Regions from separate parts of the Mus musculus genome. Here all the other regions are linked to region 2. Evidence: chromatin contacts called from public Hi-C, HiChIP or PLAC-seq and promoter capture Hi-C data. All regions are on one chromosome and are shown on one strand. The core of a region is the stretch at or near the end of the contact, and the rest is flanking DNA. Distances in the headings are between cores, read along the strand shown. Region 1 has its middle 6.6 kb from the start of Gm41555. Region 2 holds the start of Axin1 (axin 1). Region 3 holds the start of Bnip1 (BCL2/adenovirus E1B interacting protein 1). Region 4 holds the start of Kifc5b (kinesin family member C5B). Region 5 holds the start of Nkx2-5 (NK2 homeobox 5). Region 6 holds the start of Unkl (unkempt family like zinc finger).

Evidence for each region. Promoter capture Hi-C pulls out the DNA fragments that hold promoters and counts their contacts. A called contact is a pair of places that touch in the nucleus more often than the background predicts. HiChIP or PLAC-seq counts read pairs in DNA pulled down with a chosen protein or histone mark. Capture Hi-C pulls out chosen DNA fragments and counts their contacts.
Region 1: a contact with region 2 is called in a promoter capture Hi-C map of hippocampal neurons, with 2.4 times the contacts expected there. The contact joins the enhancer-like site here to the promoter of Axin1 in region 2. A contact is called at or near these places in 4 of 39 promoter capture datasets (the 3T3-L1 cell line, hematopoietic stem and progenitor cells, hippocampal neurons and 1 more) and 2 of 115 datasets of contacts at active chromatin or transcription factors (astrocytes and bone marrow-derived macrophages).
Region 3: a contact with region 2 is called in a promoter capture Hi-C map of adipose tissue, with 2.1 times the contacts expected there. The contact joins the promoter of Bnip1 here to the promoter of Axin1 in region 2. A contact is called at or near these places in 2 of 39 promoter capture datasets (cranial neural crest and liver), 1 of 115 datasets of contacts at active chromatin or transcription factors (embryonic stem cells) and 1 of 9 other capture datasets (adipose tissue).
Region 4: a contact with region 2 is called in a FOXA1 HiChIP or PLAC-seq map of pancreatic cancer cells. The contact joins the promoter of Kifc5b here to the promoter of Axin1 in region 2. A contact is called at or near these places in 1 of 39 promoter capture datasets (liver) and 1 of 115 datasets of contacts at active chromatin or transcription factors (pancreatic cancer cells).
Region 5: a promoter capture Hi-C map of adipose tissue shows a contact between it and region 2, with 2.5 times the contacts expected there. The contact joins the promoter of Nkx2-5 here to the promoter of Axin1 in region 2. A contact is called at or near these places in 1 of 39 promoter capture datasets (liver), 1 of 115 datasets of contacts at active chromatin or transcription factors (embryonic limb bud) and 2 of 9 other capture datasets (adipose tissue and embryonic stem cells).
Region 6: a Hi-C map of CD8 T cells shows a contact between it and region 2, with 3 times the contacts expected there. The contact joins the promoter of Unkl here to the promoter of Axin1 in region 2. A contact is called at or near these places in 1 of 39 promoter capture datasets (liver), 1 of 484 Hi-C or Micro-C datasets (CD8 T cells) and 1 of 115 datasets of contacts at active chromatin or transcription factors (pancreatic cancer cells).

Annotation. Positions count from the first base shown.
Region 1 is chr17:26,891,887-26,896,100 of GRCm38.p6, forward strand. No RefSeq gene overlaps it. Among named protein-coding and RNA genes, the nearest start is that of Gm41555, 6.6 kb to the right of the region's middle. Within about 2 kb of position 2,680, at least 47 of the 459 cell types and tissues checked have an H3K27ac peak or open chromatin away from gene starts, as enhancers often do. A contact at or near this core is called in hippocampal neurons, where this site is marked.
Region 2 is chr17:26,137,273-26,141,733 of GRCm38.p6, forward strand. It overlaps Axin1 (axin 1), which reads left to right and starts at 1,414. Exons shown (of 11, transcript NM_009733.2): 1 at 1,414-1,769. It overlaps Gm46600 (a long non-coding RNA gene), which reads right to left and starts at 1,480. Exons shown (of 3, transcript XR_001782196.2): 1 at 1,129-1,480; 2 at 1-69.
Region 3 is chr17:26,777,921-26,782,811 of GRCm38.p6, forward strand. It overlaps Bnip1 (BCL2/adenovirus E1B interacting protein 1), which reads left to right and starts at 3,159. Exons shown (of 6, transcript NM_172149.5): 1 at 3,159-3,256. The coding sequence starts at 3,173.
Region 4 is chr17:26,915,344-26,919,592 of GRCm38.p6, forward strand. Kifc5b (kinesin family member C5B) reads left to right here and starts at 1,748. Exons shown (of 11, transcript NM_053173.2): 1 at 1,748-1,942. The coding sequence starts at 1,925.
Region 5 is chr17:26,839,389-26,843,994 of GRCm38.p6, forward strand. Nkx2-5 (NK2 homeobox 5) reads right to left here and starts at 2,177. Exons shown (of 2, transcript NM_008700.2): 1 at 1,637-2,177; 2 at 1-259. The coding sequence starts at 1,967.
Region 6 is chr17:25,185,659-25,190,033 of GRCm38.p6, forward strand. Unkl (unkempt family like zinc finger) reads left to right here and starts at 2,742. Exons shown (of 15, transcript NM_001197024.1): 1 at 2,742-2,834; 2 at 3,808-4,017. The coding sequence starts at 2,758. It overlaps BC003965 (cDNA sequence BC003965), which reads left to right. Exons shown (of 2, transcript NM_183150.2): 2 at 1-2,004. Gm52286 (a long non-coding RNA gene) reads right to left here and starts at 3,812. Exons shown (of 2, transcript XR_003952239.1): 1 at 3,458-3,812; 2 at 2,396-3,351.

The DNA of each region.
Region 1 (4,214 bases), core at 1,430-3,929, 760 kb after region 2:
ACTTAGGTATGGCTACTACACAGATAAAATTATTTTACAGTTACCTCCAGCATTCTGTACAGAAGCACGCTTTGCAGGTTTGGAGCCCAAGTACAGTCCTGGGCCAGACATGTTGGACCTCTCTATCCAGCTTGTCTCCTAGGCTACAGCATGGAGCCTAGATGTACAGCACACTCCATGATGGTTACATAAGAAAGAAAGAATCTTGCAAGGCTAAGGGAAGAGTGCTGGCCTAGCACCCATGAGGCCTGGGTTCTAGTACCGAGAAAGGAAATGCAGTGAGGAGAGAGGGAGGGAGGCAGAAAGGGAGGGAGGAGAGGAGAGATGGAGGGAGGAAAGAAAGGAGGGAGAGAGGGTGGGAGAGAGGGAAGAAGGGAGGGAAGGAGAGGAGAAAGAAGGAGAGAGGAAAGGAAAGAAGAAGGGAGAGATGGAGAGGGGGGAAGAGAAAGGGAGGGAGGGAAGGAAGGAAGGAGAGAGGGAGGAAGAAAAAGAGGGAAGGGGGGAGAGATCCATTACTACAGGATGAAATCTGCCAATTTGCTAACCACAGTCCTCTCAGAGTGTGTACCCATGGAGGATACATGACTGTGTTTCTTGGCTGTGGGACTCCCTTCCAAAATGACCTGTTCTGGCAGATACAAGGTCTGCTGAGAGGGTGAGCGTGTCAGAAGGCTGGCCAGGGGAGGCCAGGGGAGGAGGGTCTGGGACCTTTGCCCTCAGCTGTACCTTTGTGAGTTCTGCTGGCTGGGACCTGCCAGGCAGCCTGTCTCTCTGGTCACCAACACCTCAGCCTGTCAGGAGGAGGCTCATTCCCTCTGCTCAGTACAGACACTGCAGCCCCAGGAGGGAGGGAACACAAAGGCCATATCTAGCCCTAGTCTCCTGCTGTGGAGCTGTGTCTACAGTCTAGGCTCAGATGACAGAGACAGAATTGAGCTCTGGATGACAGCTGGACTCGGAGCTGTCAGTCTGTCGGCCAGGGAGGGTGGACACACTCCGGGCTTGCTGGTTCTGCCTAGAGAAGCTCGGCCCTGACGCTATGCAGAACCTCTATTTATAATTTCCCGTGATAACAGGGCCATTCATCCGCGCTGTTGGCCCTAATTGCGCCGGAGCGGGGGATGACAGCTTAATTATGAACCTCACAAAAATTGAACTTGGGCTGTATCAACAAAGTCCAATCGCTGTCACTCAGGGGTAGCTCTTTGCCCTTCATTGTGGCAAAGGGCACTTGGAAAAAAAGAGAGAGAAAAGAAAAAGAGAAAGAGAAAGGAAAAGCTTGGCCGAGTTCCATTTCCAACAGACTTTTATTTTCTGGCTCCAAAGCATCCCAGTTTGGGAGACAGAAAGAAGCCCTTTTCTGTTTGCTGGGGAGGTAGCTGGCTGGTCACTGCCTGGTTGGAGTGGTGCCCCCCCACCCCGGAGATTCGGGATATGAGCATTAAAAAGGGGTCTTGGGGATTGCTTGTTAGGGATTGAAAACCGGGTGCAATTCAGCCCACAGATGTTTTATTTGGCAAGCAGAGTTTTCTTTTTTAAACTTTAAAAAACGTTGTGGTAAAATCTACATCGCACAAAATTAGCCATTTTAGAGCCCTCAGTTCCCTGCTCTGTGACTTTTACAGTATGGCCACCAGCTGTCTCCCAAGTGTTTTCACCACCTCAGAAGAAACCTCTGTACCCGTTAAGCCCCAATTTCCTGTTCTATCCCTCCAAGGCCCTGGCCAAGGCATTCTGGTCCTGATGTTGTGGATGCAGCCACTGTGGCCCTCAGTGTCTGGCTTGGCACCACATCTTTCCCTCCCGAGGGAGGTTCCTTCACACTGTCTCAGCACAGGAGAGGCTTTGTCCTGGTTCCCGGCCGCCTTATGGAGACACAATTCCTGGCTGTGTCGTGCATGAAGCCTTCTCTACTTTCTCTTCCTTGTCCACGGTCATCCATTGTGTCACCATGTCAGAATCAAATGAGTTGTCAACAGTGAGCTGAAGTTCACAGAAGAATGGAACAGCTTTACAAGCCTATGCGTCCCTGCTACCCAGCGCTGGGAGTCTGGCTGCCCTGGCTAGACATGAAGGAACAGAGGCTACTCAAGCCACTGTGCCCGTGAAGATCACAGGGTGACAGTGTCTAGGGAGAGCCACCTTCTTGCTCCCCACCACTGTTGGCTTTTTCTGGCGGGGAGAGACAGTAAGGATCAGGAATTCTGTCTTAAGGGAGGTATGACCCCTGCTCATGGGAGGCCCTGCCCTGGTGTTTGGTTACTCTGTGCTTTTGCCCTTTGTGTTTCTCTTGAGAGACACACCAAATACTTGCGTGGTCTTGGTGGGCAGGGTCTGTGCTGTATTCTCTTAGGCTGAAGATCTGGCTGTGTTACATTAGGTGCCTAGATCAGGCCCAAAGGACTCTGTGGGAAAGCCTGCCTGGGCTTCTAAGTAGGGAAGGAGGGATTTGAGTGCTTGATGTGGCTGCACCTGAAACCCTGATGGTTTTGGTTTCCTGCTGGAGATGGCAGCCAGGGCCTCACATACATTGAGGAGCAGTCTTTACTGAGCTGCACCCCCAACCCAGCTCTTTCTGTTGTATAACTCAATTTGGCAGCACATTGTGTTGGGAATGTGTTCTGAGACATGCAGTTAGGCAGTCTCATCACCATGGAAACATGCGCTTACACAAACCTAGATTGTCTAGGTCAGGCACTAAGCACGAATGACTCCTTGATGCCTCTAGGGAGTGTGCAGTAAATCCAAATGGCTGGGCTGCTGAGAGCACGGCATGGTGTTATGCACTCGAAGCCGACAGCAGAGACGGAGCTGTGGCAGCCACTTACCACAAGCACTGTGTGCAGACCACAATCACAGTGGCTGTCCTTTGTGATCCTGCCAGTTGTGCAGGTTTGTTTACACCAGCACAGCTACAAAGTGCAGCCTTGCACTGGCTGTATCACAACAGGCATGGCCACAAAGGGCCCTCTTCTACTATATTCCTATGGGACCACCATCACATATATGGGCTTCTTTCCTATTTCTGTGATAAGACACCATGACCAAGGCAACTTATAGAAGAAAGAACATATTGAGGTCTCTCAGTTTCAGAGGCTGAGTCCATACATAGCATAGCGGGAAGCATGGTGGCAGGCAGGCAGGTATGGTGCTGGAGCTGAGAACTTACATCTGAGAGCCAACCATGCAATAGAGAAAGCTAACCAGGCCTAGCGTGGGCTTTTGAAACCTCCCAGCCCATCCTCAGTGACACACCTCCTCCAACGAGGCCACACCTCCTAAGCCTTTCCAAACAGTTCCACCAACTGGGAACCAAGTATGTAAACCCATGAGAGCTTTCTCATTAAAACCACCATATGGTCCATTTGTCACCTGGAGAACAAGCATAAATTTTATCTTTTGTCCCCTTAATGTAGTTTCATTAATCCCCCGAAGTCTACAAAACACGGCTTGCTGTTGTCATAGTTACTGGTCATTTATGGAGGATGGGATGGAGGTTAGGGAGGTGACTCCTATTTTGAGTAGCTGGCCTTGGCATTTAACAAGCATAAACACCTGTGCACCTGTGTTTAAAGTATCCAGGAAAGCTGGAAAAGTTGGAATCGTAGGGAAATACACTGAGAAGCCCATCACTCACAGATCACTATCCCTGAAGCTGTAAGAGAGTTTAAGGTCCATTCACATTTTCTGTAGTTCTGTTTCCCCCTGGCAGAAGTGGAGAGTCGTTCTTAGCATCTCCCTGAGTCCAGGGACGTGGGGAGGCCACAGGCTCCAGGCCACTCTGCTGCTAGAACTTTGTCCTGAAGGCTGCTGTCAGTCTCCTCTTTCACGACGGCCCCCCTTGTTCATGCTACCACTAGGTGGCGCTGTGGAATACTGACCAGCTCCTCTAACTGGATGTGAGAGGGAGACTACATGGAAGGACACCAGCTGTGAACACGCAGCTGCTTAACGTGTGGGTACCACTCAGGGCAAGTGAGGAGGGTGTGGACCCTGCAGAGAGAGGACTGAAAGTCGCAAATCAACGAAGGGGTGATCATGAAGAGCTAATAGGAAGGAGGGCGAGACAAGGAGATGGTGGGAGTTCTGGAGTTGCCTGGGGAGGGGTCAGGGGTGAGAGAGGTGAGGTGGTGGGGGCTTGGGCCAAAACTCAGAACAGTAGTATAATGGCAGCAAAAAGCTACCCAGAGGCTGGAACCTGAAGAGGGACTGAA
Region 2 (4,461 bases), core at 164-2,663:
CACCGTGGGCCAGCAGGAGGATGGACGTGGACTTGATCCCGAGAGCCTGGCCTGGCCGCAGCAGCAGCTCTACAGAATCAAGGCAAGCATTGGGGTCCGGGTTTGGGAGTGGGGAGGATGCCCAAGGCCAAGGCTATCTACTGCTCACTCAGTGGTCGTGATTGTTTCTTCTAATGGTATGAGGCTGAATGGTCTGGGTCAGGGGCTGCTAGAGAGTCTCCAGTGCCCAGAGGCCGGAGGACCTGAGGCTGCATTAGATGGACAGAAGTGAACATGAAACTTGTCCTGGCATTTGAGGGGGGGGGCACTATCTATACCCCAGCCCCAGACCTGAGGCTCAGTGATGAGTCTAGGAGGGGAATTTGTCAGGCTTGGTCACCCTAGTAGCTATAGTTCAAGTGGTTCCTTCTCTATACATAGCAATCCTGGTCCTCGGTACTGTGCTAAGTCCTCTTAAGGGACAGGTGGCAGGGTTAGGATCACCCCAGTCAGCTGTGGGTTTAGAGTCTGAAGCCAGTACTACTGCTTTTGCCTGTGAGCCATGAAGAAGGGACAAGGCAATGAGGGAGAACAATGTCCAGAACAAAACATGGCAGTGGCACTGGCAGCAGCAGTATAAAAGCATGTAGATGGCAAGTGCAGATGCAGCCAGTATAGGGTGGTATGGGTACCAGGAGTCCTCTGGCCAAGGTGAGGTCTGGGTGGGTGCGTACTAAGCCTAGGTCACAACTTTTTGTCTGCAAAATGGACTACCTGAGAGGTGTCAGGGGCTGATTTGACTGGTAGATGACATTCTTAAGTGCAGTAATTACTTGTGTTCACATATTTCTCCTTGGGATGTGGCTGACCGAGGGTTGAGACCTGCCAAGTAGAGAGTTGTGCATCTATGTTCCTGTGGTGGGGCAAAATGGAGTTGACTCTTTGCGCTTGCAGACTTAGCAAGAGATGCCTTGCAGACATTATAAGTGTTATGTGTGTATTTGTGTGGAGGGCGACCAGCTACCCAGAAACTCTACTCTCTCAATAGCATCTGCGATCAGATATGAGTGGTCTGCCTTCAGTGTACTGGCCTAGGGTTCAGTGATGGCTGTGGTTGTTGAGCGCGCTCAGGGCTGTTTCCCATGGCACCTTTCGGGACGAGCAGTAGTCGTTGCCCCATTGGGCATCCTCCGCGGCTACGTTTCTTTTCAGCGGCACTCCTAGTTCACGCCCCGCCTTCACCACCGCAAGACAGTGCTTGGCTCCTGAGTACGCCGCAGTCCCGCCTTTCGCTCAAGACTCTGCCCCTTACTCTTCTTGTCCTCGGACTCCCACCCGCCCCGTGTTAGAAGCTCCGCCCCACACCGTGGTTCTGCCTCTACAACGAGACCCAGCCTCCGCAGCAGTCCCGCCCCACACCACGGCCCCGCCCCCGCACTTCCGGGCGGCGCCGGCGGGGGCGCTCAGGCCTGGGCTTCAGGGCTCTGGGCTCAGGCTCCCGGCTCAGGGAAGCGCTTGCGGCCGCCGCCGCAGGAGCCTGCTGGGGTCGGGCTGGAGCCTGGTTCCAGAGAGGGCTGGTGAGAGTGAGCAGCCGGTTTTGGCGGCGCTCTGCGGCCTGCCTTGCGCCGCCTCCGGGCCACGGGTCGCCGAGCCGCCGCCGCCGCCGCGATGGGGGCCCCCCAGGGCCGCGCCCCCGCCGTGGCCCGCCCGCTGAGCCGCCGCTGAGCGCATGGGCCTCGCCGGGCCGGGAGCCAGGCCCCGGGCCGCGCCTCCACAGCCGCCGCGCGCTGGTGAGTAGTGGGAGCCGACGGGCGCGCTCCTGTGGCGCGGAGGCCTGCTGCCCGGGGCTGCGGGAGTAGGCCGCGCTAGGCCGGCGTACGCGGACCCGGAAGAGAGGGGCGCGCGGGTTGCGGGCGGGAGGCGTGCCGGAGCGCGGCCCCTGATGTGCGAGGTTGTGCCCGGCGTAGGGAGACCTGAGATCCAAGGGGACGTTGAGCGGAAGAGGTGGCAGGCTCCGCAGTATGAGTAGAGGCGTGGGGACTGCATGGTATGCTAGGTATATATGAGGAGAAGGGCTTGGGGGTGGGGGGGGCGATGTGCCAGGGACAGGACGATAGTAGGGCATGGGGAAAGCAAGGCCTGTTTGAACAGGACCAGGGACTAAGGAAAAGCAAGGATTCTAAGAATGATGTACAGGTGGGTGTGTGTCTGCCGAGTGTGGTGTACTGTTGATGGGTCTGGGACACATTTAGGATATGGGTGAGTGGGTGCTGAGAAGCTGCTGGTGCTAGACTGTGTGTGTGTCTTCCTTTGCGCTATCCCCTAGTCCCTATGAAAAAGTAAAGTAGGGACGAGTAAGAACAATCCAAGGAGGGCACTCTCTGGTGTGGTTTGGCTTGCCAGATAACCACTTGTCCTGGTGTTCATTGCCTTACTTAATAATGCTCCCCCCAAACAAAACAAATTCACCCAAAACCAAAGCCCAGAGCGAGCATTTTTAGTTGGGCATAAGGATTTTTTTCGGCTCATCTGAAGATAACTTGTAAAGAGTTCGCAATAACTGTGTACTCCTCCCCTTTACTCCAATGCGTTCCTTTACTCACAGTCCGTTTTGGAGAACATGGAGTCTGACTTTACCTGAGAGAGGCAGTACTAGCTGGTTTCAGTTTTAGAGCCCACTTCAGGGCCGAGAAAATATAGGGAGCACAGAGATTTTGTTTGATTTTTCAGCAGTATTGACTTGTCCTACATCTTTCAGAGAAACACCGTTACGACTTTATGTGATGGGGGACTGCACTAGATATGAAATGAGAGTCCTGACCTTTCAAGAATTTAATCAATGGCTCGTTAGTATGATAGTCATATTATTACTTCCACGTTCCACCTAAATCATAAGCTTGGAAGCTATACTTGAGTATAAGCAATATATACAAATACACCCAGGGCTGTGTGTTTTGACAGTGTCAAAGGGAATTTTATATATGATATCAGGTTTATATATTACCTTTATAGAGTCACTTTATAAGTCTTGGTTGCAGATTTGAGGCTGGATTTGGTGCAATGGGCTTTAGATTCTTACTGAATTATCATAGCTGCTTTATGTGTGGTATTTCTGTGTGCCTTAAGTGTTAGATGTTCTCTGTGGGAGCCCAGGGGTTATTGGAAATTGGGCTGTTTCAGTGTTAGTAATTTTGGGGAATGTTTCGTGTTCAGGTACAGGTAGCCAGGAGTGCAGGCCCCTTTTTCCTGTGATGATATCCTAGATAAGAGCATAGTAGACACGATGGGCTGGTGTGATGTTTTAGATATCCAATGTGCTTACCACATGCAGACAGAACTACCAGAAAGTGACTGAGGTTAAAGAGAGGTATAGGAGGTCAGTGAGCAGCAAACCACAGTCATAGGGCCTGTGAACTTAAGAAACAGGCTGGTCCTGCTGAGGCTGAGATTATAGCTTGCCTAAGAAGTCATTAGCTGCAGAAATGTCATAATTGTGACCCATCTCTTATTTGTACATGCCTTTTCCTTGTAGCCATTAGTAATCTAGCCATCAGCATTGTTAGCAGGTAAAGTGTGTATTCTGTGAGAATGAGCAAAAGATAGATTTCATGGAAGTCAGGGCTCAGCACTGTTGAATGGTAACCAAGGACAGCCACTCCCTTTTTGGTTGTTTTTTGTTTTGTGACGGTCTCTTATACCCTCTAACTCTCATGAAGCCAGGAATAACCTTGACTTTCTCATCCTCTGCCTCTACCTCCATACAGAGATGTGCATCATCACTCTCAGTTTTATGCAGTGCTGGGCATCTGGGCATGAAACCCAGGCCTCAAGCTTGCTAGGCAGCACTCTACCATCTGAGCTGCATCCCTAGCCCCATGACCTTGAATTCTCTTACTTGTTTTATTTTTGAGACAAGGTTTCTTTCTATAGTCCTAGCTGTTCTGGAACTCTGGCTGCTCTGTAGATCAGGTTGGCCTTGAACTCAGAGAGATCCATCTCCCTTTACCTCCTGAGTGTTGGGACCACCCACCGTCTGGCTGACCCTGAACTCTTGATCAGGTCTTGAATTCTCCCTCATTTTTCCAAGTGCTGAGATGAGATTATAGATTTGTGCCAATATACTGGCTTTATTTATTTATTGAGACAGTCTCTCATTTTATAGCCCAGGCTAGCCTTGACTCAGGATGACTCTCTTCTTGCCTCAGCCTCTGAGCTCTGAGATGACAGGTAGGAACCACGATGCCTGTCTTTTGTTTTTAGGATTTATTTTGTTCCAGTTATCTGACTGACATATGCCTCTCTCTAGCTCACTTTTAGCTGGGAACATTTGGGGCTGTGTTGCTATCTCCTCCTTGGATATGTTGAGAGGCACTGCTGGAGAGCCTGTGGGATGTAGCAGAAAGGACCAAAGATCATAGCAGAGGCTCCTATCCAAATCTGAACAGATTTGGTCCCTTTTGCACACCCTGCACAGCAACAAAA
Region 3 (4,891 bases), core at 1,909-4,408, 640 kb after region 2:
CAGACTCACAGAGATCTGCCTGCTTCTGCCTCCCAAGTGCTGGGATTAAAGGCATGTACCACAATACATTTTAACTGGTGAATTCTTAAGCAACAGTGCGATGAAGAATTTGAAAGAAAAATATTGAGAAGTTCTGTCCCAATTCAGCTGAAAGATTTAGAATTAGAAGGTAGTAGACGTCCTTACATATGGAGGTGGCACCCCTAAACCTTGCTAGTTGTCTTAATAAGAGCCTCAGCTACTATCAGGCCCAGTGAGGGTGGTGGCCTTGTCCCTTCTACAGAAGAGTCGACAGCACTCAGATGATAGGACAAGCCCTATATCCAGGCAAGGGTAATACAGTTCAGTTCATACTCTAATCTGCCTGAGGCGTTCTGAGGATAATTCATATTTACCTCAGGTTTGCCAGGCCAGTATTTGAAAGAATGCCCATGCAGAGGAAAGCAAGCTGTTTAAAATGTGAAAGTCAAAGATCTGAAGCTAGTCAGTGTAGAGGAGTTCAGAGACAGATACTGAACAAAAGGAGCAAGATTAGAAGGGATTCAGGGCTGGTGCAGGGGGTATGTGACTGCTCCTTCAAGACAGCCTCCAGCTTAGGGTTGTCTTACTGGAACAAAATGGCTTGGAAAGAAGAGAGATGGGGAGCTCCTTGCTTTGACTGCTGCAGACACAGCTGATTGCGTAGAAATTTCCCCAAGAAGGATGATGGGCTAGGATCCAAACACATGAGAACAATTTGTCCAGGGCTGACTGTGGGTTTTCTCCAGTGTCTTCAGTGGGGAGCTTTACCCAGAACATTGCAGTGATTTGAATGGCAACCTAGTTCTTTTAAAAGTTTTTCATCTTAAAATAGTGCTTGAATTAAAGAACAGAAAATGTACTAAATTGAAAGAAAAGTGTACTATGGAGAATACAGAAGAAACTTGAATGAAAACACACACTGGATTCCAGAGCAGGACCTGTCAACAACTTAGGAGTTACTGGCACTGAGTCACATTGAGAATGTGACTCCCATCTTAACAAACAAACCAAGAATATGTTAAAGTAGTGAGAGAAAAATAGGTGGGAAATATGTTGTAGTTGGAAGAGGATAAATCAAGTATTCAATCCTCTATCATACAGAAGTCTCTGTATAGAAACATTCAGAGCGTGAGTAGACGGGCAAGTAGAGTAGAGTTTGAAAGTAGTCTGGAATACACAGAAAAACAGGATGGTCAATGTGGCATCCAGAACCGAAGTGAAACAAACGGGGGGCCCTTTAGTGTTGAAGCCACTAAGTAACCTAGAAAGTGTGAAGCTGGTTCTGCGTCTCACACTGTGAACCACATATATTTCAAAATGGCTAAGCATACAAGTGGGTTTTTAAAGAATAAGCAGTAGACAGACACGCTGATCCTTGTAGAAGAGGAAGGACTTTTTAACATAGACCCAAGTCCAGAGTCATGAAGATCTCCCAATGCTATGCAAAATTATGGAAATTTAAATCCTCTTTAAGGCAAAAAAGCACCATCAGCAAAGTCAGAGTCTACAAATTCTGCAGCTCATGTGAATACTAATCTCAGTCTCATTCATTATGAGAGATGCAAAAGAAAGGAGTTTTTTTGAAAAAGAGACAAAATGATAACACCAGTGTCAGCACACCAAGCTGGTAGGGCTATAAGGAAATAGGCATTTCCACAGTTTTGCTCATGCAGTGTAAACTGATATAACCAGTATGACGAAACAGGCTTCACACCACAGTCCTGGCTGGCTTGGAACTCATGGGGATCTCCCTGCCTCTACCCCTTGAGTGCTGGGATAAAGTCATATGCTACCACACCCAGATAAAAAGGATATAGGAAAGCTTGTGTGGAGCTAAAATGCATGTCTAGTAGCTGCGGTGTTAATCAGTGCCTGTAATTCCAGCAGTTCTAGGTCATCCTTGGCTACATAGGTAGCTGGGAACCAGCTTGGGCTCTGTGAGACCCTGCCTCAGAAAAGCAAAGAAAATACTTAGGGCCTTTCACCTGTCCCGTGTGTTCTGTCATCGTCCTCCACCCCCTCTTCCTTCCACTTCTATAGCCTAACAAATCAAGTGCAGCTGCTGGGCAGAAGCATTTCATAGAAAATGGCCGCACGTAGGGAAGTAACTCCCAGAGTGTTTCTTAACAGTACATGTATAGCAACTAGTGAGCACTGAGTTCAATGCTACATTATCAACACCTCATTCCATCCTCTAGGTGACCTAACTTAGGAGTGATGCTACTGAGGAAACTGATTACAAGCCTGGAATCCAGGCCTTTGATACTTGCAGCCAGCTACTGAGCACCTTTTAGGAAGTGGGTGGTACAGGGTGCTTTGGGACAGGTAGGCGTGGAGACTGGGGGCTGTGTGTGCAGTTTGAGAAAAACATTTTAAAAAGAGGGAACCCATATCCAAGACGACAGAGCCTGGAGAATCCCGGAGGGTGGGGGAAAAGTGTCCAGTGGTGTTGAGGGCTTAAGAAATAATAATTTTAAAAAACACTACCCTTCTTTGAGGTTTGCACTGACATTGTTTCTATCACACCACACAGTCAGAACTACTCCTATGAGATACTTGGAATCCAATTCTACACAAAGGGCAGGACCAGAGCCATAGAAATGTGTAAGGACAACAATGCAGGATCATGGTTGTACTAATGGAGGTGCCCCAGTGACCTGTATTTAAGTCTGCACCTTTACAAGTTTTGTGTCTTCCTCCATAATGCATACCTACTGTATACATTTTGCTTTAAATTTTAAAGAAAAAAAATGTAACTTTGGTGACATCCGAATTGATCCTTTTTTTTTTTCCATCCAAAAGGTCACTAGAATAGCGGGTTGTTGTTGTATCTCTAGTACTGGGAACAAACCTGAAGGCCATGTGGCATGCCAGCCTATCATCACCTGAGTTGTATTTTCCCCTCCCCCCCACCCCAACTCTAATGGTTCTTCATAATCACATTCCACTTTTCCGTTTAGTAGGAGCAGACCAGAGAAGCTGTGCGTGTTCTACGTGACAAGAAAAGTTTCAGGTCTGGACTCTTGACCTGGTTTGATCCACACGGGGTCTCCCGCAGCATCACATTTGAAGAAGTACGGAAAGGCGGGCAGGAGCCACGTGAACGCGTTCAAGCTTGGCTGCTGCCGCTCGCCGTAGCCGCATTTCCAACATGGCGGCTCCCCAGGATGTCCACGTCCGGATCTGTAACCAAGAGATTGTCAAATTCGACCTAGAGGTGAAGGCGCTTATCCAGGTACAAATTCTTAGGCTCCTGTCCGGCTCTCGATGGCCGCCTTGACATCTTCCAGAATATTCGCGCCTGGTCCGGTTCCAGGATGGCTCCTAAGGCACCATTCGGTCGGTTCCCCGAGATCACTGACCTTCAGGCTTTTCTTTTGTGAACTGTTGGTTTGCCCACCCCTGAGTTACCCTAACACGCCGCTCCCTTTCCTTGGACTGCAGCCGTGCTGGGCTAGCCCGCCCACCCGCATTCTCGGCTGTAGCCCCGCCCCACCCCTCGCCCTGCTCGCCTCCCACGCCCACTTCCCTAAGTTAGGGACCCTGAGGCACCCAAAGCCACCTGGCCCGACAGTCCCTGCCCGAAGCTAACTAAGTTAACCTGGGACGTGGTTGTAATTTTTTGAACAAAGAATTCAAATATTGTGCAAGATCCTGGGTCAGAAGGCAGGCAGTGCCAGTATTAGGACCTGGATGGGGAAAGCCAGCCTAGGAAAATCATTTTAGAGCTTCCCTACCCGGAAACAGACTGGAAAATGAGGCGCTTATCTGGAAGCAGGTCTTAAGTAGGAGACAGTAGTGCAGGAACACAAGCAAGAACAGGGAATGTAGAAATGGCTCCAGAGTTTGGCAAAAAGAACCCAACCGGCTCAGAATACAAGCTGTGACAGCAAATAAGGAAAGGGTAGGGGTGTGACTCCGCTGGTGAGGACTTTGCCCAGCACTGGGTTCGCCATCCCCAGTGCTGCATAAATGGGCTGTGCCTAGCTGTTGGGGTAAGCTTGGCTTTACTAGCCCCTATAAAAAGGAGCATGGAGAGTAGTGCTCTCTGGTAAGCCAGATGTACACTCTGCCACATTAGCAGTTTATCCTGTGCTGTGAGGAAGTGTTGATTTTGTGAGTAAGCTAGAGAACAGGTAAAGAAACGCCGCAAACTTTACTCCTGAGATGTGCAAACAAAAAAAATGGGCCAATTCTAGAAAAATAAACAAGATTTATACAAGTGAGATTACCAGAGGCTGGGGGTAAATTTAGCTCAGAGTAGAGTTAAAGTTTAGCCATGTGCAAGGCTCTAGTTTCAGTCCTCAGAATGCACATGTAAATACATATACATACATAACACAGAGTTGCTAGGGTAGTGGCTCTAGCACTTGGGAGGCATAAGCAGGACCATCATGCATTTGAGGCCAGCCTGTACTACATAGAGTCTTCAAAAAAACAAAACAAAAAAACCCTTATATCCAAAATTTGAAAAGTTGGGTTTTCATATTATATCATAATATAAAATTATGTAATAGCATCATAATACTTCATATTATCATAGTTTCCTGTTAGGTAGGCCTCTGGTGACATATGTGTTTTGGGTTCTTATGGTTACTAGTGAGTAAGCATAGCCCCATACATTGTATTCTTTCAGTGTTCCAGCTATTCTGCTAAGTGTTCTACACAGAGAAATACCATCTTGACGTAGGTAAGGTGAAGAAATGGAGGCACAGAGAACTGAAGTTTTCCAAGACTGCACTAATAAATTGCTATACGCAGGATTTGAATATATGTAGCTTAAGTCTAGAACCTGCTCTAAAATTTGGCTCTCATAATTCTGACTTTCTTTCCAGAAGCAAATTCTCAGTTCATCTTTAAACGTTTTTGA
Region 4 (4,249 bases), core at 498-2,997, 780 kb after region 2:
CAAGTTCTTTCTCTGCAGAAAAATCTCTCAGACCTTCTGGGTGTGGCTGCTGCAGTCTCCAGCTGCTCTGCCTGACAGCTGAAGACTGACCTAGCCCCCAAAGAAGCCACTGAGATCACATACTGTGAGGATCCTGGGCTGGCTGGGGGTAAACCTCTGTTATTCTAATTGATACATAAGGAAGATATTTGTTTTCCCTTTGCTGTCCAGATGTGTCCTTCTCAGAGCTGATAGCCTTGGAGCTCTGGCTGCATCAGAGTCCTTCCTGAGCCAGCTCCTATCCCAAGGCTGCAGGGGCCAGGTCAGTCCATCCCATGTGTAAAATCTCACAGGTTGGTTTACCTTGCTGTCAAGCTTCATGCCAAGAAAGATAAACTCCCAAAACAGGTTTCAGTAGAAGACAAACTCATATTCTATCACACAATAAAACTTTTGCTTTTTTTCTAGAAAGTCACTAGGGAAATACTGTCTAGTTTAAAATTATAACCAGTTTGTAAAATTATAACCAGAAATTTTTTAGTGTTCCCTCATTAACATTTGTAGACTTGGAAACATCTCAAGTAAGAGGGCTGTAGATTTACAACTTGGTGTCAAGAAACATACTGTTTATTTACCCAGTTATGTATGTATGTGTGTATGTATGTATGTATGTATGTATGTATGTATGTATGTATGCAGGTATGCATGTGTGTATTTCTTTATTTAAGACAGGGATTCTCTACAAAGCCCTGGCTGCCCTGGAATTTACTTTGTAGACCCGGTTGGCCTTGAACTCAAGAGATCTGTCTGCCTCTGCATTCTGAGTACTGGGAACTGGGATTAAAGGTGTGTGCCACCAAGCCTGGCTTATAGTTTTGTTTTGATTTTTTAATCTAAAAGATTGTTTATTGACCTGGGCATGGTGGCACAGGGTAGCCCTGGCATCTCTAAGTTCAAGGCCAGCCTGTTCTACAAATAGAATTCCAAGACAATCAGGGCTACACAGAGAAACCCAATCTCGAAAAAACAAAATAAATATATAATTTATGTTATTTATATATATTATATATGCTTATATATAATAGGTATTATTGAGTATATATTATGTATATGTGTAAAGATATGTTTATGTATATAATACATATTGTTTATGTATAATATATATTATTGGAGGCAGGAGGGGCACAGAAAACTTTGTGGCGAATTAGTTCTCACCTTCCACATTATATGAGTTTCAGGGATAACCAGTTTGCTATCCTCCCGGACCTGCTCTAGACTTATGACTTTATTACATCTCCAGATATGGGCTCCAATTTTTCTTTTACTTTTTTTCTTTTTTGAGGACAGGTCAGCGCCATCAACCAGCTCCCACTTTTCGGACCTGAGAAAGCGGACCAAGAGCAACCTCGGTTTAACAGTCTCCAGTCTACAGGTTTGTCGAGGAGGTGTGCAGGTTCAGCAGCAGCCGCTAGGTGGCGCTCGCTCCGCCCCGACACCGCTCAGGCACCTTTGCACATGCGTATTGCCTCCCCCACGCCACTCCTCCACACACGCGCACTTCTGACGCAACCAGAGGCCTAGCTCCGCGCTCCGGAGGGGGAGAGGGAGAAATAAGGAAGAGCGGATCCGGAAGTAGGATCCAAGGGGTCTAGTTCTCTTGCTCCGGCGGACTAGAAGAGTCGCGACTCAGGGGGCGTGGCCCCGGAGGCGGAGGGCGCCGTGATTGGCTCGCGACCGCAGCGCCGGCGCGGATTGGCCTCTGCGGATTGAAGTGCGTTGACTGCGCGGAGGTTGAAATTCAAAAGTGACTGGTGTGGCGGATTGGCTTGGCCGATTGGCCTGGCGAATTGGCCTGGCTCCGACGTTTTGCGGCGCGAGCCCTTGAGAGGACGCGGGTCTCGTCACCCTGCCTGCTGCCTTTGCATCCCTTCCTGTGCGGACCACCATGGACGTGCAGGCGCAGGTGAGTGCGGCGGTGACGGCCTGGCGCCAATAGCGGAGGACGCAGGCCGGCCGCCCGGAGACCCGAGTCCCGGGGACAGGTCGGGGCAAGCCGTCCTGCAGGGGAGGGTCGCACCGCCTCGCGCCCAGGACACCAGCGGCCGAGTCAGTGAGGGCACACACACACACACACACACACACACACACACACACACACACACGGCGAGGTCCCAGGACAGTCGCTGCGACGTTGGTCCGCCATTCCAGTCGTGCAGGCGCTACCATCCCGTGTCCCTTATCCCCCTCCAGCATTTCCCATTTCGAATTCTCAAGCGGATTCGACATGTTTGTGCTTCTCAGTTCTTGCAGATCGCCTTGTGGGAGAAGCGAGGGTTCTGAGAGAAGCCTTGTCGCTTGTCCGCAAAGTACATTTCTTGCTGATATCCTGTTGTGTTGCTGCTGGATCGAGATAGAGGAAGGGGAGAGGAGAAATGGGGGCATCGGCCCAGAGGATCCTTATTCCCTCGCCTGCCTCTTCCTTTTGCTCATTTGGACTGCTGACTAGTTTATGGGGGTGCCCTTCTCCACCACAAGCATCTGAGGCGTATGTGTGTGGTAATTAATGGACTGATCTCTCTGGTGTCAGGAAAGACCGGCCTGCATTCTTTGTTTACCAGCATTTCAGTCTAGACTGACTCACAGTCGGTGTTCAGCTTGAAGAGACTTTCTGGTATACTCACAGCCAAAAGGGAGAGCACTGCACTGTGACAGGTGACAGTTAAAAAGTAAAATAGTTTTTCTCAGATTTGTTCCTGCAGTATTTGCCAAGCATCTTCTGGCCCTGCACAGCTGTACTTATGTAGGAGACAGGAGTCCTAGCTACCAGTGAGCTGACAGTCCCTGGGGAGACAGACATAATACAATTTGTATCTCTATTGGGAGGGAGTGAAGGACTGTAAAGGTTCAAGCAGATGGAAGGGGAAGAAGAAAGCTAGGAGGAGCAACATTAAGGTACGAGTTAAAACTGGAAGGAAGAGGTCTGTGGTGCAGTGCTAGGGAGCATCCAAGAAACACACCTGGGTCTATAATCCCCTGAACCAAAAGCAACAAACCATCCTGAGGTCCGTTGTGCACCTGAGGTCACCTGTGAGGAGGCTCAGACCAGAGCTTGGAGATTCAGGCCATTGATACATTGTCTCCAAAAAAAAAAAAAAAAAAAAAAAAAAAAAAAAAAGAGGAAAACAAACCCAAAAGAAGCAATATATATTTGATCTAGTAACCTGAAGCTGGTAGCATGCCCAAGTATAGCAGGGTTTGCTTGCTGATTTTTTGTTGTTGTTTTGTTTGGTTTTGTTGGGGTTTTTTTGGGTGGTAGTGGTAGTTGTTTTCCCTGTGTAGCCCTGGCTGTCCTGGAATTTACTCTGTAGACCAGGCTGGCCTCAAACTCAGAAAACCTCCTGCCTCTGCCTCCCGAGTGCTGGGATTAAAGGCGTGCACCACTACGCCCGGCTAGTAGTGCTTTTCAATTAGTAATAAAGTTGGGTTTTTGTTTTTTGAAATAGGGTCTTACCATGTTACTTTGGCGAGTCTAGAACTGGCTAGAACTGGTCTACCCACTGCTGCTTCCAGAGGGTTGGGGTCACTGCTCCTGACTTTGTTGTTGTTTACTTTTTAGGAAAATGTATGAGAACCAATTTAGTGAACATCTTTCTTTTTTATATACATCACTGTCAAGGTGTGACTTTTGACATTATGGTGTAACATTGTTCTCTACAAACTCTGCCTTCCACATAGCTTAGCCTGGGATGCATATGGCTGTGGCAGCTAAGGAATTGGTTACTGTAATTGGTTACTGTACTGGCTAGTTTGTGTCAACTTGACACAGGCTGGAGTTATCACAGAGAAAGGAGCTTCAGTTGGGGAAATGCCTCCAGGAGATCCAGCTGTAAGGCATTTTTTTAACTAGTGATCAAGGGGGGAGGTCACCTTGTGGGTGGTGCCATCTCTGGACTGGTAGTCTTGCTCTCTTCTATAAGAGAGCAGGCTGAGCAAGCCAGGGGAAGCAAGCCAGTAAGGAACATCCCTCCATGGCCTCTGTATCAGCTCCTGCTTCCTGACCTGCTTGAGTTCCAGTCCTGACTTCCTTGGTGATGAACAGCAGTATGGAAGTGTAAGCTGAATAAACCCTTTCCTCCCCAACTTGCTTCTTGGTCATGATGTTTGTGCAGGAATAGAAACCCTGACTAAGACAGGTACTTTTTAAGTTATAGAGATGCTGCAACCCCCTTGTCCTGTCCTGTCCCTAACACCACCCCATCCATGTAGCCCA
Region 5 (4,606 bases), core at 927-3,426, 700 kb after region 2:
TGCCGCTGTCGCTTGCACTTGTAGCGACGGTTCTGGAACCAGATCTTGACCTGCGTGGACGTGAGCTTCAGCACGCTGGCCAGCTGGTCGCGCTCTGGCGCCGACAGGTACCGCTGTTGCTTGAAGCGCCGCTCCAGCTCGTAGACCTGCGCCTGCGAGAAGAGCACGCGTGGCTTCCGTCGCCGCCGTGCGCGTGGTCTCTCGGCGCCATCCGTCTCGGCTTTGTCCAGCTCCACTGCCTTCTGCAGCGCGCACAGCTCTGAAGGGGAAGAGAGGCAGAGAGGTGGCGGGTTAGAGCGGCGGGCCGGGGACCTCAGGGCCCTTGTAGGGGTGGCAGGGAGTATCACTCTGGTCCTATGCCGGACACCCAGCTCCGCTTAAGCTAATCGCCGAGTGCACGGGCTCGCTCGGTTCGATGTTGGCGCAATTGCGCATCTGGGAAATGCCTAAGTGGCTTGGACAAAACAAAACAAGAGAAATCTCGGGCGCCCTATCCCAGACCTCTTCCCCGGATAGTTAGCGTTCTCTTAACAGTCTGGGATTTAGCTTTAGCTTTTCTGGCTGCAAAGAAAATAAAGTCATGAGGATGCTCGGAGTGAATTACATTAGGAATACTCCGGTTTGTCCCTCGGGTGGTCAGCTGATGTTGGCATGGCTTCTGGACTTCCCAGTACCCGGAGGAGGACAGAGGCCTCTACACCAGCCCTGCGGGATTCCGGTTGGTAGCAATAAGTTCTAATCCTCCTCCAGTCCTTCTCCAATGTTCCTGGACCTTCTCTCTGCTCCCAGGGAAAACCTAGGAACGTCCTCTAACTCGCAGAAACCATTGGGCCTCTCTGGCTTTACTCAGCACAGGATCTGGGCCTGGGACTTCCCTGCTCCTTCTGTGAGCTGGCCAGGAGCCCCTCTCCCTACTCTGAGATATTTGGTATTCGGCCACCTTCGGAAGCCTGCTCTTCACTTCTCAGTGTCTTTATTCGTTCCGTATTTCCCAACAGTTCCCAGAAAGGAATTTCTGCCTGATCCTGCCTGGAGATTGTACTAGAAAAACAAAGCCAACCCCAGCTCCTGGGATCCGCAGCATCGCATCTCAAAATCACAACCCGGTCCCCAGACTCCTCTCTTTTGGCACAAAGGAGGCAAGGCCCAGAAAGGCAGGGTGGGCTACACAAGGCCCAGGATACACGGGGCTAAGCTTTCGGTTTAGCAGTTCTCAGTGTCTCAAAGTACCCCCAAATCTGGAAGAGATTTTAACTCTCCAGTACGAAGATTTGTTCTAACGCGGATTGTTAGATAGCTTAACTTTGTAACAGATCCAAGAACAAGGCCCTAACCTACTGGGGTTTTGTAGGCCGAAAACAACATTTTAATCTTCTCTCTCTCTCTCTCTCTCTCTCTCACTCTCACTCTCTCACTCTCTCCCTCTCTCTCTCTCCCTTCTTTTTTCCTGACCCTCTAAATTCGGCGTTCCCTCTAAACTTCGGACTGACTGCGGGACAGCCTGGAATCTTATACTCCAAACTCCCCGCGCCCAGCCTTCACCCCGGACTGAGCTACTGTCAGGCCTGGGTTTCTTGGCTCAGGGTTTTGGACATGAAAGCGATTCCAGAAGGGAAGAGCTTGAGGTTCTCCTTACCTTTTTTATCCGCCCGAGGGTCTTTGGCTGGGTCAGGGTCACCGTAGGCTCCCGGGTAAAATGTGGGGGCGGCTGGGAAAGCAGGAGAGCACTTGGGGGGCGAAGGCGCGGGGCCCATCTCCGCGCGCAGCTCTGCCAGGCCGGACGCTGCCGCCTCGGGGCCAGAGTAGGCCTCGGGCTTGAAGGCGGCCAGCATGCAGGAGGCAGGGGCCAGGGTGGCCTCGAGGCGCGCAGACAGGTCCCCAGACGCCAGGCTACGCTGCTGCTGCTCCAGGTTCAGGATGTCTTTGACTGAGAAAGGCGTGGGTGTGAGCGCAGGGCTGGGGAACATGGTGGCGACGCAGGTTTCACAGCGCCAGGTGGGTAGCAGAGAGTGGTGCTGCCCACCCCTGGGGACAGCCTCCCCGCATGGTGCCCGCCGCCCGCCCGCGCACCCGCCTCTCTGCCCTGGATGTGGCGCGCGGCAGCAGGTAGCGCGGAGCACCAGGGGCAGAAGAGGCGGGAGCAGGCTGGAGTAGGGGGGATTCAGCCTGCCATTGGGCCAGGGGCCTGGATGACAGGAGCGACGGGCAGTTCTGCGTCACCTAATATAGACATAGGGATGGGAAAAAAAAATCCTGCTCAGCTTTTTTTAAAGGGGCCGCGACACATTTGGGATAGTCTCCCACTCCTGCAAGGAGATTGCTCCTCGTTAGCCTGAAAATCCCAGCCAGACACACTCAAAGAAAATACCTGATTCTGTTATGCTGAGTCTAAACGCAGGGTTGGGGGTGGGTCGAGGATTTGAATAAATATTCTTTGCACTGTGTCCTGTATCACTAAATGGGCTGGTGAGGATGGATTGAAAGCCAGAAGAGGGGGGTTATTTTCAGGGATCAAGACTATGACTACAATATTGTTTACTGAAGTCTGCCTAAGAGTAGCCTGCATAGAAAGAGAATCACAGAGAAGACAGTTGTTCTGGGACGAACACTGAGTTTAACACATGAGTTTAAGAATTGGATTGGGGAGCGGTAGTTAATTTGACCTACAGGACCAAATTCAACCCAGGAACCCAGAGGGGCCCCAAGGGGTTCTGAGCTGAATGGAAAGGTGAAGTGGCTAATTGTGGGGTGGGAGTGGCCACCTGCTTCAGACTAAGCGGTGGGGCCAGGCACCTCTCCAGAGAGAAGGAAGCATTGTTGGGGAATTGACTCTTCCTGGAGGAGAGCTGCCTTCTGGGTTGTCTGCCTGGATTCTCCTGAAGCCCAAGCTGCTTCATTTTTCACCCTCCTAGGCCACCACAAAAGTCCCAGACCCTTTCTAGCCCGATCCTCCAGGGCCTTCCTGGGCTTCTACTCCACGGGGCAGAGGACAGATCAGGCAGGTGGAGGGACATTTTCAGTCCAGTGCTGCTTCTGTCTGAAAACTGTCAGGGTTTAAGGAACCCAGGTTCTGTACTAAGACAACTGTCTGGATCTAAGGAACACTTGGGCCCTCCCAGACCCAACAGAGTGGGACTTTTTCCTGCTGTAATCTCAAAAAGAGAAGGCACATCGATTCCAGGCAAAACCTCCCCCACCGAAGGTATATGGTAAGGCTAACCTCTGGGAGAGCTTGGGCTCACCACACCGATTTGCAAAGGGGATGTGCCCTTGAAAATTCATGTGGTGAGGGTCCATCACCTGTTTTCGGATATAAGGATTCCCAGAGTGAACAGATCTGTGAGTCAGAAGGCACACAGATATGAAGGACGAGTTGGCCACCAGAGGAGAGGCTTTTGGAATAGAAACGGAGTGTGAGTGTAGGGTCAAAGGTTAGCTAAACAAGTCACTCTTAAGTCATGAACCCAAAGTCCAGAGATCAAAACTTTTGTGAGTGCAGAGTGTGAACTGTCCCTCCTGGCAGGGCAGTGTGGGCCATTGGGCGCTGGCAACCATCTGGGCCATAGTGAAGCCAGCAAAGGCCTGATTTGTGTTCCTTCCTGCTTTTCCTCAAACCCAAACTCCCAAGGCCTTGGGTTGTCTTCAACTAAGGGAGAAGGAGACCCAGCTCCAGGCAGACTGTGAAGCCCAATTCCAGGCTCCAGTGGTCAGCACCAGACTTGGGAGCCATAGTGAGATCTCAACCCAGGGACCACAGAGCATCCTAAAGCTGGTGCTCTTTGTCTTCCGCTGTGTCCCTCTCCAAGCAGTCCAAAGCCTTTGCCTTTTTTCGCTTTTGTTGTTTTGTTTTGTTTTGTTTTGTTTTGTTTTGTTTTCCTCCCTTGCCACAATTTCTGGTTACATTACAGTTACTGTTCTGAGCCAACCTAGCTTGGGACCCTCCCGAGATTGAAGATTGGTTTGTGTGGGTTGGACGGATGTCTATCACCCAGGCGGTGACGTCTGGCAAACGAGCCACATCCGATTCAATTAAATGTCTTGCTGAAAACAGCTTCGGGCGAGGGTCCTGGGAGTCCTGTTAAGTGAATCGGCTGGCCCTGCGGATCGCGATGACAGTTTGAAAGATTAGTGTGAGCTGACGCCTGAAATATTACCGTTTAATTGGGGGAGCTATATTGGGGGCCGCATCCGGGATCCCTGTTTTAAGTCTTTTTTAAAAAATAGTTTTGAGAGGGGACGTTTCCTTTGCAAATCAATGTGGTGAGGATTTATCACTTTTTTCGGATATAAGGGCTTCCAGAGTTGACAAATCTGTGGGTCAGGTGTCAAGAAAAAGGAAGAAAACTCTTCTAATTTGAACAAAATCAGTGACTTTCCCACCCCTACAACCTTGGTGAAAAGGCCCTGGCCTTTCTCTTCGGGGAGGAAACAGGACAGAGTGAGACAAATAGGCAGAACAGAATTGGGGTGACCTGTGGGGGTTTCTTTAGAGAGCTGTCCAAAGCACTTTCCAACGTGGCTTCTGTCCTGGCTGTCTTCAAATCAATACCAAAGGACATATATATTGCAGTGTGTGTCTGTGTGTGTCTGTGTGTTTGTGTCTGTG
Region 6 (4,375 bases), core at 1,492-3,991, 950 kb before region 2:
ACTTAGATATCAGCCTGCTTCCTGCTTCTGCTGCCATCTTTTTTTTTTTTTTTTTCTCTTCTGCTCTTCATTCCCACATGAGAACTTAAAAACTTGACAGAAGTGGTAGGGTATGCTTGTCATCTCAACACTTATGAAACTGAGGCAGGAGGATCCTAAGTTTGGGGTCTGCTTGGGCTACGTAGGGAGGGCCTGTCTCAAACAAAACAAAACATCAATAATATAGTGGGTTGGTTTTTTTTGTTTGTTTGTTTCTGTCTTTTTCACAGTGTTGTGATTGAACTCAGGAGTCTATTGTGCTATCCTACCAATGAGGTCTGTTTCCAGCTCACATAGAATTGCTTTTGCAAAAAAAAAAAAATGTTACATTTCATGCAGTGGGTTCTCAGTGCTGCCAGGCTGATAACTTATCTGAAGTGATGTGGGCATTTGAACTCGTGAGCAGAATAAGTGGGGACACTCACTACACCTCTGCTTTCTCGTTTTTTTTCTTTCCTTCCCCCTTTCTAATTTTTCAAGACAAGGTTTCTTTATGTAGCCCTGGCCATCCTGGAATTCTGGCTGTATCCCTGGCTGGCCTTGAACTCAGAGGCAGAGGCTGCGTCCGCCTCCTGAGTGGTGGGATCAAAGGCGAGCACCACCAGATCTGAGTTTCACATCTATTTTACGGATAGGAGAATAGGTGTGTTAGCTAAAGGGTTACTTAAATGTTTATTTTATTTATTTATTTATTTTTTGTGCTATGCTTTTCCAATTTCCCAAATAGACTGTAGCTTGTGTTTTTCCTATTGTTTTCAGCCCAATGAATTCTCTGGGTGAGTGCCCAGCAAATATCAGGTAGGGAGAGGGCCTGTAACTAACTATAAGCCAGCTGCATGTACAAGACAGTAGATAAACTGTTGGGCAGAAAGAAATGATTGAATAAAACATGTTCTTTTGAGGGAGGAGGAGTTAACGTAACTGACGCTTACAAAATTAGATTTACTTTATGTGTATGTATGTGCATCACATACATGTCTGTTGCCTATACAGGTAAGAAGAGGATGTCAGATTCCCTGGAACTGGAAATACAAATGGCTATGAGCAACCATGTAGGTTCTGGGAACTGAACTTGGGTCCTCTGGAAGAGGAGCCATTCACTGTGAGCAATTTCTCCAGCCCCAACAGCCACTTTGTGTAAGCTCTTGAAAATGGAAAGGCTCAGTAGTGTTGGAAGTGAGCTGTTACACAGATAAAAACCTGTTAGTTCTGTTCTGAGCCATAGCCCTCGAGTACCAGCTTCAATAAAAGGACACGTCTGGCCCTTATGTGGGTGTCACAGGTGATGTCTGCAGAGGAATAAAACACATCTTTTGATGAGAGACCTTTGCCCATGTCCACAGTCAAGGTCGCTGAGTTCCACCATCACTGCTATTTGCTCTCTGTCACACCTTACAGAGCCAGCTTCTCTCTCTCTCTCTCTCTCTCTCTCCCTCTCTCTCTCTTTCTCTCCCTCTCTCTCTCTCAGATTCCTTAGGTTGTCTTGTGTGTTTCTCCAGGCTGGACTTGGGGGTTGACCTAGTTTTCATTCCCTATCCCTCAGCAGTCTGAGACACATTTATTCCTCTGTAGGTTCCCCTGTCTGCCCTTCCCTGCTTGCTCATTCTTCTATTTGATCTTTGAAAAAACAATGTTTCTGTTTGCTGGGACTGCCTACAGCTCACTATCCATCCACATGCTTGTGCAACCATTAAAATAAGTCCTTTAAACTAAGTTAACTTCAGGGTCTGTGGGCTAGGGGAAATGCTCAGGGATAAGTGCTTAGCCGGCATGGACCTGGGTCCGGGCACGCACATGGCTCCGGGTTCTACCTCTAGCACCCAAACCAAACCAACTCACTCTCCAAAGTTGTCAACAACTCAAAGAATTTGTCTACAAAAATGTCATATGAAGAAGTCAGTAATCCTACCAGCAAATGGTAATTTTACCTTACTAGTACTTTAAAATATAGCATACATACCTGGACCGTGTATGTCTCTCTGTTAATATTTTAGATCGTGTTTCTGGAAATGGGATAGGTTTTCTGTAATCCTCCTTTCTGAAAACATCCCTCTCTTTTCTGCCCATTCCTTTCAGAACACTTGTGGCTGTGCTACTCAGACTTTATCCCTCAGAGCACACCCGCAGTTAGCAGAGGAGCTGTGGTCACTTTACACACCAGTGAATGCTAGCCCTGGGTTCTCCCGAATTCATCCTAGCACTTGCGAGTCCTGCCCGCCACGTGCAGTTAGCATTCTGCGGACCCCAGATCAGTCTGATTACTGACCACCCTGTACATCCTTTACCCGATGGGCTCATCTGGCAGCATCTTACGCTGTGTTTTTAAAAAAGTGGCTCAACAGAATTCACACTCGGATTATCCTTAAATTCACAAATTTAATAAAGGGGCGACCATCGTCACAGTCTAATTATAGACTTTTTCCAGTTCAAAGAAACCTGTGCCCAACAGCAGCCCTGGACGCAGAGGCCATCATGGGGACTCTACACCAACGGGCGTGTCCCGCCTTGCGCCTGTAACTTGCTGCCGTGGTGGGCCGGCAGAACCTGTGTGTCACCCCCGCCGCACAGCGCGCGTGGGCGAGGGGTCGGTGGGGGCGTGGCCGGCGTGGCGTGCCCGGGGGTGTGGCCGGCGCGGCGGGGGGCGCAGGGGGCTCGGTGCGGGGGGGAGATCCGGGGGCGCCGGCGCGGCGCATGCGCGCTGCATTGTTTTGACTGAAAATGCCGTCGGTTTCGAAAGCGGCGGCGGCGGCGCTGAGCGGGTCCCCCCCGCAGACAGAGAAACCAACCCACTACAGGTCAGTGCCTGGGCTGCGGTCCGTGGCCTTCTGGGCGCTGCGGCGCAAAGCAGCGGCCCGCGTGCGCCACGGGCCCCGGTGTCGCCGCTGTGGGTGCGCCCCGCCCGCGCCCGCGCCCCCGCCGCCAGCTCTTGCGGGTCACGCCGTCCAGGCGCGGGCCGCCGCCTAAGGTGGAGTGGCAGCGCCCAGGGTTTTCGGTGACCCCTGGCTTGGGGGCTGGACTTGCTCCTGGTCTCCGGCGACCCCGCGCGCCAGACTGGAGTCTGGGGAACAGCGCCTGCGTTCGTAGCTCAGGGCCGCGCCTGGGCTGGAGGTGGGCGCACGGCCATCCGGACTCGAGCAGTCGCTGCCTGAGGTTGAGAGGCGGTTCCGGGGTCTGGGGTGACCTCTGGGCTGGGGGCGGAGCCGCACCTAGAGTCCGGTGGCCGCTTGGTTGTGAGCCCGGGGGTCGTTTCTGCGGCGCAGAAGAGGGGTTGCGCCTGGTGTGGGCGGGTGGCGCTTGCAGTCCATCTGGAACCTATGAAGGTAGTCGAGCGGGAGACCGGGACTGAGGATTGAGAGGTGGCTCCAGGGGTCAGGGACTAGAAGGGGGCAGAGAATGGAGTGTACTTCTGTAGAGTTACCTGGGATCAGAGTTGGTGATGGCCTGCTAAGAGGAGGTCTATGCCTCGTGTCCGGGAATCTTCTTATCTGGGGACTGGGAAGTGGTATTTGGGGTCAGGGAACGGAGAGTCTGCCTGACTGGAGTTACCTGGTCTCCGAGTTGGGAAGTGACACCCGGGGTGCTTTTAAAAAAGGAGGGTACCGGGCCATGGCAGTCAGGATCGCTCAGTGTGTGTGTGTGTGTGTGTGTGTGTGTGTGTGTGTATTGCCGGGGGTGGGGGATGCTTCTCGTCTGGGACCCTGCCCCGCCGCATCCCAGGGGCCTCCAGCCGGCGGTGGCTGCGGCCCGCAACGCTGTTTGTCTTTTTAGGTATCTAAAGGAGTTTAGGACAGAGCAGTGCTCCCTGTTTTTGCAGCATAAGTGCAGCCAGCACAGGCCGTTCACCTGTTTCCATTGGCATTTCCTAAATCAGCGTCGTCGCAGACCGCTCCGACGACGCGATGGCACCTTCAACTACAGCCCGGACATATACTGCTCCAAGTACGATGAGGCCACCGGCCTGTGTCCCGATGGTGATGAGTAAGTGGGGTTCCGGTGGGTGGCTCATGGTCTTTCCTCAGGATTGGTGTTGACTCTCTGATCAACAGGTTTTTGAGGTTTCTGGTTTTTTGTTTTTTTGAGACAGGGTGTCTTTATGAAGGCCTGGCTGTCCTGAAACACTGTATGTAGACCAGACTGGCCTCAAACTCATAGTGATACCTGTCTTGGCCCCTTAAAGTGCTGGCATTAAAGGTGTATGCCACTACACTGGTCTCCTTGCTTCTTTTTAACACCCACTACCTGTAGAGGGAACCTCATTTTTATTCAAGACTTCTCGGGGTCAGTAGAGTAGTGTGCTTGAGGGGTTCCCTGTTTGTAGGCTAGTTTCCTAAAAGAT